Linked DNA regions of Capsicum annuum: region 2 is linked to region 1. A link is a contact called in public Hi-C data. All regions are on one chromosome and are shown on one strand. Each heading gives the region's core, a stretch centred on a gene start, on an enhancer-like site or on the middle of the called end of the contact. The rest is flanking DNA. Distances are from core to core; before and after follow the strand shown. Region 1 has its middle 44 kb from the start of LOC107872866. Region 2 holds the start of LOC107872866 (probable transcription factor KAN2).

Evidence for each region. A called contact is a pair of places that touch in the nucleus more often than the background predicts.
Region 2: a contact with region 1 is called in a Hi-C map of placenta, with 2.3 times the contacts expected there. The contact joins the promoter of LOC107872866 here to the enhancer-like site in region 1. A contact is called at or near these places in 3 of 5 Hi-C or Micro-C datasets (leaf and placenta).

Annotation. Positions count from the first base shown.
Region 1 is chr6:187,004,613-187,010,491 of UCD10Xv1.1, reverse strand. No RefSeq gene overlaps it. Among protein-coding and RNA genes, the nearest start is that of LOC107872866, 44 kb to the left of the region's middle. Within about 2 kb of position 3,746, at least 5 of the 5 cell types and tissues checked have an H3K27ac peak or open chromatin away from gene starts, as enhancers often do. A contact at or near this core is called in leaf, where this site is marked.
Region 2 is chr6:187,048,213-187,054,091 of UCD10Xv1.1, reverse strand. It overlaps LOC107872866 (probable transcription factor KAN2), which reads left to right and starts at 2,182. Exons shown (of 6, transcript XM_016719516.2): 1 at 2,182-3,228; 2 at 3,648-3,724; 3 at 5,650-5,701; 4 at 5,875-5,879. The coding sequence starts at 2,490.

The DNA.
Region 1 (5,879 bases), core at 2,497-4,996:
GTCTCTCTCTCTCTCTCTCTCTCTCTCTATCTATATATATATATATAATTAAATTAATCAAACACTGTAAAATAATTGCAACATTTGAATTATAACAAATTAGCAAGTTCAAATTTTAGAATGACATAATTCTTAATGAAAAAATTCAGCAATTGCATTTTGACTAAAAACATCAACCAACTTATCATTTATTGTATTTCCTACATGAACAAATATTGTGACCTTTAAACTCACATGAACTACAATAATTTTTATTTTTATTTTTGAACATAGCTCTTCCTGATTTACCACGAACAATGCATCATGTGACTTTCTAAATTTGTTTTCACATTACCCTATAGACGCCACATACATACATAATGTGGTACATTATTGTACACATCAGCAACCACTTCTATGATACTTGCATTACGATCGAAAACTATGCACATATGTTTTTTTTTACCATATGCTTCCTTCAGATTCTCAAAGAACCAAGTCCAAGATGCGTCATTTTCAGAATCTAGTACACCATATGCCAATGAAAATATATGTCCCACATATTAAAAAAATACAAATAAGAATACATGATTTTTACACATAAAATACTGCATATGTATATTGTAAATACATACAGTTGGAAACATATGAAACTGTCAATGAACACATAAACGTATTGCATATGTATATTATAAATATATACAGCTGGAAACATATGAAACTGCCAGTGAACACATAAACGTACTGCATATGTATATTATAAATACATACAACTGGAAACATATGTAATCTTCATAATGTAATTTATATGTCCATCTACAAGAGTGTTTAACAAGAACAGGTATGCTTTCCATTGTCAATCTCCAGAACACCAAAAAACAATAAAAATAAAATTAAATATCAAATACATACTATATACAACAACTAATTTGTATATACAAAACTGTAAAATGAATTCCAACGAAAAGAAATCTTTTATTCGAATACTAGTTATCATCGACTAAAATTCAAATTTAACGTATAACAATTGTATCTCAATTTTCACATTACATAAACACACAGATAACTTTGAATTTTAAAAAAAGAATTTTGATCAAATCATTTTTTTTAGAACTGATAAAATTCATATACGATCTTAGATTTTTGAATTCCGCGACTGCACAATTTTGTTACAAATTTTTCAGTAATTTTTGCAATTTTATTTTATGAAACACACAAATAGAATCAAGTTTGTTTAAATCTCAAATATGTGCTATATACAACAACTAATTCGTATATACAAAGCTGCAAAACGAATACAAACGAAAAAAAATTTTTAGTCGAACACTAGTTATCCTAAACTAAAATTCAAATTTAAAGTATAAAAATTGCATCTCAACTTTCAAATAACAGAACAACAAGAACAAATTTGAAATTGAAAAAAAATTTTGCTTAAATCATTTTTTACGAGAACTGATAAAATTCGTATAAGATCTCAAATTTTTGAATCCCGCGACAGTTTGTTACAAGTTTTTCAGCAATTTCGCACTTTAATTTTATGAAAACCACAAATAGAATAGAGTTAGTTGATCAATACCTATAATTGGACCATTGTATTTTTAATATTTTCTTCAAAATTTTAGTCGATCAGCAAAAAAAAATAACATGAAGGAAAATGTTTTTGAATTTGATTTGAGTTGTTAATTATGGAAAACATTTTTTGAATTTTAATTAGTAGTTGTAATTTAATGGTTGTGCTAAAAAAAGAGTTTTATAAGGTAAATGAATCTGTAAAATTAAATGTGCCATAAATTAAGAAACACGTGTCATAAATTAAGGAACAATTTTTTCCCTTATTTAACTCAAACAGATTAGCATTAAATTAGGAAGGAAATCTCTGATTGTATATATATTTAAATAGCAACAGTTTACTGAAATACAAAATATATATTGCTATTTTTTGTAATTTTGAAACTGTTGCTATAAAAATTATAATTAAAGCTTTATAGTTGCTATTTTTAAAATTTTCCCTTATAAACTGATACTTTCTTTGGTGTCCCTCGATATATTAATTTAACTTCAATCAATTTCTTTACAAAAAAGTAAGCACTTAGAGTAATTTCATATGCTCTTAATCCAAGTTATGCTGCCAGGACTTAAATTTTTTAAAAAACGTTTACGTACGGCTTGAATCGACTAATTACTACTCCTTCCGTTTCATTTTAGTTGACTCTATTTCTAAAAATATTTGTTTCAATTTAGTTGTTCTTTTAATGATCAAGAGGATTTTATGTATATTCTTCCAATAATACCCTTAACATTAAATGATAAAACAAAGTGTATTTACTCAAATATATATTTTCAAAGCATAATTAATAAGACTTAATTTGATAAAATAGACCCCTAATTAATATTTTCTTAATGAATATGTCAAGTCAATAAGGGTTAATTAATATGAAACAGAGGGATTAATTGTTTTTAGCGTCATAGACCAATTAGATGTCCTTGACCAGGAAAGTATATCCAATGATCTTGAAAATGGATGGTAGCAAAGATCAAGGACGAAATTTTCTAAACTTAAAAATTTTGTGTGGCAAACGAGGTAAAAAGTTTAAGATTGCGCAAGAATATTTTTGTGAACGACCCATACGTCCTTGACAAGTTTGTCCATGCGGGCTTGCTTGACGAATGCTCTCCCCACACTAATGGGCCTGTGTTTCTTGACATAATTTTAGACTAATCTAGACAACCCAACCTCAGTGTCTTTCCTTCTAAGTTCTAAGCTATTCGCTATTCGACTCTGTAGCAGTGTTTTAAGAAATAGTCACGAGGCTCGCCTCGGGGTGCAGGCGTAGTCAAAAATGTCTCGAGGCGTTGTAAGGAGGTGAAAGTATCGAAAAGCGAACATCTCGAAATTTAAGGTGTTTGTCTAAGCATGAGGCGCAAATTAGATGTAAGCCTAGAAAATTTACAAAGTAAAATAATTTTTTTCTGTTAAATATCGAATTTAAATTTAATACTAAAATATATGATTGGTAAATACTTAAATGCACCAATCAAAAGTGAAAGAAACTTGAAAAAGTTACACTTTGATACGAATTTGTCCGTGGGGTCGATGATGCTGCTACTCATCAAGAAGGTACTGGGTGTACTTTCTTTTTCCTAATTCCTTTCTTTTCTTCTAATTCTTTTCAAGTCGTATGATGATGAGGTTTTAAGTTATTTACTTTATTAGTTCTCTTTTAAAACATAATATGTAGTAAATGAATGCGTAAATATATTGATCAAGAAACGAAAATGTGGGGTTTGATTGATTATGTAATTTTTTTTTATACAAACTTATGTTTTTGAGGACATATAATAGTTTATTATAAGAAAGTTGATTTTATAAAATATTTGTATTATGTGGCATGGGTTGGTTGTTGTTTTCTTGTTGAAGCAGTTTTAAATACATATTTCACTTTTTTTAAGGCGAAATTGTCTAGTGGACCTTGTACTTGTCCGAGTTTATAAGTGAACATCTCTACTTAGCCTTTTACCATCTGAACCTCTCAACCCATTAAAACACAATATTTAAAATTCTTTTAATGCATATGTTGCATTAAATTATTGAGATAGAAAATGCATGCTTGCACGCGTTTTTTGGGCAAGTGAAATAAAAAAGATATTTAAAATAATTAAAAAATAGTAAAGTCAAAAAAAAAGAAATAATCCCACTTTCTTCCTCTCTTTCTAACCCTTCCCTGCCCCGCCTTCCCCCCTCACCACCACCACGCAGCAACCATTCCCCTTCCCCCTCCCCCCTTCAATTTTTTTATTCTTTTTTGTCACCCTTCCCCCAAAACCACCCTCTCTAATTTTTTTTTATTTCTATTTCTTTGTCAGCCCCACGCATATCCCCCACCCCATCTGCATCACTCCACCTCACTATTCTTTTTCTTCCGGTCCTTACCCACATCGCATTTGAAAGAAGAAAATAATCTTTCTACCTTCTTCAAAATTTTCTTCTCCTTCATTCGAAATTTACTTTTTTATTTTTTTACAGATTATTTTTTCAATTCAAACTTTTCACATTTTTTTAGGATTAAAATTTAAATTTGAAGTGAAAGTGAGTGATAGTGGATATTGAGAAATTAATAAATTCCATGAATGAGTTTGGAAAAGCTTGAAGTTCAAGTTTGAAGAGCAAGAAATGAGTTTTTGTAGATTTTTCAAAGATATTTAAAATTTAAAATTTAAAATTTAAAATTTATTGTGTTTGTGCATTTGAATTTATAGTTGAAAATTTAAATTAATACATTTGAATTATAGTTGAAAATTTAAATTAATTGGAGAGGAATTTCAACGATTTGGAATGAATTTGATGCTCAATTTGTGATCAAATATTAAGAACATAATTAAAAATTTTTTACAATTTGTAAAATTAACTTTATTTTAATATTTAATTTCTTTTGTTGCATTTCAAAATGACGTGAAATTTAATGCAACATTTAAAAATGACGTGGAAGATGATTTTGCCATTTTAAATAATTTTGATGTAATTTTACCTTTTTAAGTGATTTATCTCTTTTAAAATTTTTTATATCTACTTATATTAATTTAAAAATATTAAAAATTAAAGGAGTTGTGGAACTTACGCCTCATCGCCTCGGGACCTATGCCTCGCTTTGTACTAAGTAAAATGTCTCACCTTACGCCTCCGCCTTTAAAAACACAGCTCTCTAGCAGTACTTATTTAGGTGATACTTTGGGAATACATGAAACAAAGATGGGAACTAGATTTAGATATTAGAAAGAGAAGTTTTTGTTTAATCCAAATTTGAAGTGTCTTTTTCCATATTCATAATCCTTGCATTGTTTTATGCATTATTCTCACTGTATCCTTGCTAAATACTCTCCTTTCCCCTCTCTTTTAGAGTTTTGACGCTAAATATTTTTTATGTCCAGCACATTAAATGTAGGTTTCACAAATCGAAAATTAGCATAACATTTGAACCTAGCTAGCTCTTGATTATTAATTTTACTATTACCAACTTGAGTTTTCCTATCCCCTCTTTCTTTTTTCATTTTTAAGCTTCCCATTAGAAGCACATATCTTTTTCTGGGTCCTGTTCAAACTTATTGGACATCTATCCAATGTAAATGATGGAGTAATAGGTAATTCTCAAATATTTCTATTAAATCATTCTTGTCCTTAATAGGGAATGTCTTATAAGAAATTTATGATCAACAAATTTTTTTCAAGACAAATTAAAGCTATTACCCTAACTTAATACAAAGTTAGTTAGCCTCGTTCAACTCCACACTGTTAATATCCACATCGTTCAAAAATCTGTTCTTTTCAAACACATGAATCTCCAGCTAAGTAGTTGTCGTCTCAAAGCATGTTACAGGTGTCCATTGTCCAAATTTTCAAATAGTCCTAAATCCCATTTACGTATAGAAAAATATATATTCACAGCTGACGGAAAGCAACTGAATTTTATATATTTATATATATATTTGTATACAACAAGAGGCCAAAACTCAACACCTGAACACAAGTAACAGTTGACAATAAAAAGCTCATGAAGATCCCTCTTGAAGAAATTGTAAAATTCAGTTTTCTGGCACAACTTTAGTGAAACAAATAAAGTAGCTGATTGCTTGGCAAAGAAAAGTTCCAGACAACAACAATGCTAAATAAGCTTTATCACAAGTCCTACAGTCTGTCAGCTGCAGGTAGGAAAACATATTTCCCAAAAGTAAAACTTGCATTAAACCATTCTTAAGACTTTAACTAAATTAAACCTTAAATTTTTTTTTTTCTAAATCAAAATAATAGTAAGCTATGTTTCACAAACAAGCATAACCTGCAGCTATTTACAAGAGTTTCAAAATAATAAAATTGCGCGAACATCATGATGACTGGTACCATTTCA
Region 2 (5,879 bases), core at 933-3,432, 45 kb before region 1:
AAACAGGAAGGGGGGTGGGGGAGGGTATCGTTGAGAGTGTCGCATTTATAATAAGCTATATAATGTATACATTTAAATTTAATTAGATTTCAATACGAACATCAATATCAGATGGGAAAAAACAAGTTTAAACAAGGATTGAAAAGGTAAAGCAAAATAATTATAATTTTAATTCTTTGGTTATTGTTAAATTTTAGTGTGATCCTTTGATATTTTATTAAACATACTTAGTGTTGAATTAATTACAATATGCGAGAAGGAGAAGAAAAATGAGAAAGAGGAGGGGAGATACTAAATTTCTATGAATAAGGATAAAAGAGTTATCAAGAGATAATTTTTTATTTTTTAAAATTTTGCATCTAAATAATAATTTCACATAAGCAAATGTTATTTAAAAAAATGATTAAATAATTTGAGAAAAAAATATGAAATTTAAGTGACTTTTGAAGTAAAGATTAAAGTTGAGTGATTTTCTGAGATAAAAATAGAAAGTTGAGTGACGAGTTATTAACTCTTCGTATCAACAAGATCAATTATCCTCTTTTCATCTGATCCGGGAATCTTCAACACCTTCTTCCTCACACCTAGAATTGAATATCTGATACTTGAACAGTATTAGTTAAACCCATATCGACAGACTTATATCCGAGGTAATTTCACATGTCCTAAGATCAAAATGACACGAAGCAAAGTAAAATGGTCCATAAAATTGAACGGCCTAAGAAGATAAATTAAAGCTTTAACTTTTTCGTTGACTTTTGAAGGACCATTTGGCTGAGGCTTTCCCAAAGTAGGAAAGAAATTTGAGTGTACAAGGAAGCTGCAAATAATTTCTGAGTATTATATTATCCCAATGCAATTGACCAAATGAGTGACCATAATTCTGTGATTTACAGCCATTAGTAGGTCCAAATTTATGTGTAGCATTTTCTTGTTATAATAATTATCAGATCTAGAAATTTAGACCTTGTTAAAAGGGGTAAACATGTACTTTCACACCCGCATTTACATTAATTCAATAGATATGTTATACGTCCAGAGCTCTCTATTATGTCACTTCGTTCTAACGATATTTCATTATAATGATATAATTTTCTCCAAAATCGATTTCGCCCGTTATATTTTTTACTTCTCTATAACGGTATTTTATCTATTAACAACAATGTCCTTTATTATGATGGTACACTCGTTATAAAATTATCTTTCTATAGCAATATATTTAGATATTATATAAGAAATATATTGGATATAAAATAAAATATCAAATATTTATGGTAATCGTTATTTATGTCATGCACACAGTAAATTTTAAGTACAAATATCTAATTTAAAGAATATAAAAATATATATAAATGAAGGACATCAGTTACATCATTACTTCAAGAGGAAAATACTGCTAATATTTGTCTTTCTTATATACATGTCCTTTCTAATTTTGCACATTTTTGTTTATAACAGATAAATAAGATCTGAACGTCAAACGTCATTATATATATATATATATAGCAACACCTGTATATAACAATGATGAAATTTTCAAACAAATACTGTTATTATAGTTAATTATTTTGTTTCAAAATAATTGTACTTCTTAACTTTGACACTTCTCTGAATAAAAAATTTATTAGGTTTATTTTATCAAATGAATCTTATTAATTATATTTGAAAAGTATAAATTTAAGTATATATACTTTATTTAGTTATTTAATAATAATATTTAGTCATTTAATGATAAAAATATTATTAAAAAAATATAATAATATTTTTATAATTCTATAAAATAGAGAATTAAATTAAAATAAATATTTTTAAAAAGAAATCAACTATTTTAATTAAAACTAGGAGTATGAGTTGTTAAGCGACAAATGCGCACGTTAAAGCTTACACTAAAATTTCCTTTTTCTTTCCTGAAAGGCTGAAAGAATACTAGGGGACTTATCGTTAAAAGGAGGGGGGGAAATAAAAGTAAAAAAGAAAGCAAAGCCCCAAAACTTTTTTTTCCACCCCCAAACTTTACTCTATTTACTTTCCTTGACTTCATCTTTTCCTCACTTTTCTCATCTTACCCCCACGTCCACAAAAGGAACAATCTCCTCCCTAACCCCACAACCCCTCCCCCACCTGCACCCCCACCCCCCACTCCACCCCATATTAGCCTCACAAAGTGTCATTTTCTCACATATACTTCACACAAAAAGAAACAACCATTCACTCCATCTTCATCCCTTGTCATTTCTCCTCCACTTCCTCTCTCTCTCTAAAACTCAATCTCAAATTCCTCCTTACAACTACTCCTACTACTATTACCTTCTTTTGATCAACACAACAAACTCCAAAATCCCAAATTTTATCTTCTCTCCTTCAACCTTAAAATCTTAGCTTCTTGATAATCACTTTTTCCTTAACCTATTTACAAACACTACGAGAAACACCACCACCAACAACATAAAGAGCTAGCTAGGGCAAACAAAGAGAAGAGTTATATATAGATGGAGCTATTCCCAGCACAACCAGACTTATCTTTACAAATCAGTCCACCAAATAGCAAAGCATCATCAACAGCTTGGAAGTCTAGTATGGTCACTAATAATACTAATAGTACTACTAATCAAGATGAGATGGATTTACTCTTCTGGAAAAGAGCTTTGGAGTCAAGAAACTCAAAATCTGATAATAACAGCAATAATTCTTCTTCTCTTTTTGAACTTTCCTTATCCAATATTCCAAATAAACCTTCTCCTCCTCATCAACTTATTAACACTACTTCCCATTTCCATCCCACCATCCAAAACACTCACACCAATTTCATCCACCAATCTTTACAACAAAATCAAGAACTTAGTTTCTTAAGACCCATAAGAGGAATTCCAGTGTACCATCAAAACCCTCCTCCTCTTCCTTCTCCTTCTATTCCCGTTTCTCATCATAACTACCCAATATTTGCTCACCAAACTTTTGACAATACTAGTACTACTGCAGCTACATTACCTATACATTCTTCTGGTTGTTGTATTAGTAGTTTTAATAACAATATTAGTAACAAAACTATCTCTAATTCCTCACCAATTATTCCTTTTCATCAATCCCATCATCAAGCTGGCCTAATGCGATCGAGATTTTTGTCAAGGTTTCCAGCCAAACGTACCATGAGAGCTCCACGGATGCGCTGGACTAGTAGTCTTCATGCCAGATTTGTTCATGCTGTCGAGCTCTTGGGTGGCCATGAAAGTAGGCTCCTTTTCTTCCATATATGCTTTTATTCCTTGTTTCTTTTGTTTTCATGAATCCGAGTGATAAAGGGTTGAATCTTAGTTCATAGTAGCAGCAAAATCACTCTGCCACTTACAGTACGCCGTTGCTTATTGAAGGTTGTTCAACTAATTTTATCGCTCTTAACTCAATCTATTTTTTCTTCAAATAAAAATTGGGAAGAGAATTACAAGGTGAGGAATGGAACTGTCACCGCCAAGATAATGAACGTTTAGACAATCAATCAATTAAGCTACTAAAATTCATCTTTCATCTCAGTCCATCGATACATATGCAAAAAAAATTATGCTTGTGTTTTGTAAATGTATGAGATTTTGTCTATGATCATATGAACTCAATTAATATTATTAATTTCCCTTTTTTGGGTGATTTTATAGGAGCAACGCCCAAGTCGGTTCTTGAGCTAATGGATGTGAAAGATCTCACTTTGGCACATGTTAAATCCCATTTACAGGTAAATTTTGTACCCAAATTACTCCTAATTTTGTCGTAGCATAATATTAAAGGGGTCAATTTTGAAATTTAATTACTCTAGAGTATGCGTATACTGTGGTCTGTGGGCGAAAAGCTTTTGGAGTCCTTGCAAAAGTCTTAATACTTACATTAGAGTTCGTACAAAAAGCCAACATTATTACAAGAAAATGTCTAAAATCTACAGACACTTCAAATTCCAATGCACTCTTTTTATTTGTTTTCCTTTCTATAGTATAGCTAACTAGGCTAGCTAGTAGATCTGATGGTTCTGCAAAGGCTATAATGCAGCTTTTTTTCTTTTTCTTTTGTTGCTTTGGAGAATGAACCATCCATCCATGTAAGTAGCAGTAGCAGTAGCAGTAGCAGTAGGAGTTGTAGTAGAAGGGTAGTGTAATAAAGAAAGAAAAGAAAAGGACTGGGTCAATAACAGAGGAGAGGAGCCTTTATTCATAATGATTCATCAATAATACAATGTCACAAGACAGACAAAATACCAAAGAATGTGCAGTTAAAGAGTGGGTGAGTGGGTTGCAGCTTAGCCAGACAAGTTAGACACTCTTATTATTATTAGTCCTGCTACTAGTATTTTGAATGAGATCACTGAAAAATTACTACGAATACCTAAAGACCACTTTAAATTTGACATATTTTCTTTACATCTTTGAAATTATTAGCAATCTTAATTATCTCCTTGAACTTGCCTGTTTGAAAGCTTTTACCTCTTAGATGCTACTGTGGTAAAAAGAGAGTGACTACACTTTCTTTAAATAGTGCGGAGACGACTAAAATTGAGAAATCAGCTCTCAACTATATGTTATTAATGTGTATCTCACTCTCTTATAATGAGATAGTAGGGGTGGGGTTGAAGTCCACAAATTAGCTAAGGTTAGGAGGATAATTAAGATTACTGAGAGTTTAGTGGATCTGAAAAAATGAGTCAAATTAAGAGTGATCTTTAGATATTCCGCCAATAAATTACTGTTATTTTTCTATCTAACATAAGGAAGTACAAATGCAATCATGTCCCAATGATATCTCATCTTTATGAATTTTTGCACACCAAGCTCTTTAATAACAATGTTTGATATTTCTGTGTCCAACTATATTTTAATCCATGCACATGTCTATGTGTAGAAGTGCGTAAAACCACAACACAATATGATTAAATATATGAAATCTCTTAATTCTTAATCATATCTCTCATGTTTAAAACTTTGAAAATAAAAAAAGTGTGTCCAGGTTAATCTGTGGATTTACATGCGTTTATCTATCAAAAAAATGTGGTGCATGGGCATGCTATGTATTAGTGGTAACAATTATACATGTATGGTGAGTAGATGGGGCACAAACAAAAAGGTAGTCATCATTCAAGTGTAGGAACTTTTCTTTATTAAGTATTGTATCAATCAAGCTACCCTGTCTATCGTACTAGGAAAGGCCTATTCCATTATATTGTCTCAATCTTTTACATTTTGCTTTTCCTATGTTTGCAGTAGTATAAATACACTGTACTACTACTACTAATATGTATTTTTGTGCAGCTGAGCTTGAGTATATACAATTTCGGTCGAACTTGTGTCTAGTCTAGTCTAAATAATGAGTTTAAGTCGTATACCTTGTCAATACACATAATTTTATTTTTTGATCAAACTATCAGCAGGTAGTGTAAATTATATTCCAAAGTTGCACAAATTAAAGGGGATTAGGCTTGACCTCGGAATACAACACTTGATTAGTAAACCAATCCAGTCAACGAGTAAAAATAGGATTTATTGTAGAACACCGTCAATTTACGAAATGTATTTACATCAACAGGCCTCATTTATTACAAATCTCATACTTTTATGGAAACGTGTGTATATATATATAATGTTCATGGTTATAACTTATGGTATATATTTGCAGATGTATCGCACGGTCAAGACTACCGACAGAGCAGCAGTTCCCGCTTCTTCAGGTTTATATAATATATCCATTATTACCTTATAATATGATTAATGTAGTTGTTCCAAAGTACTTCATAAAAAGTACCTAAGCATTAAATTCCTTTCATTTTAGTTTTCTTGAAGCAGATTGTAATTGAAGTTAAAAGAAATTAATTCTTTTTTCTCTGGACTTGTTAATTATTAGGCCAA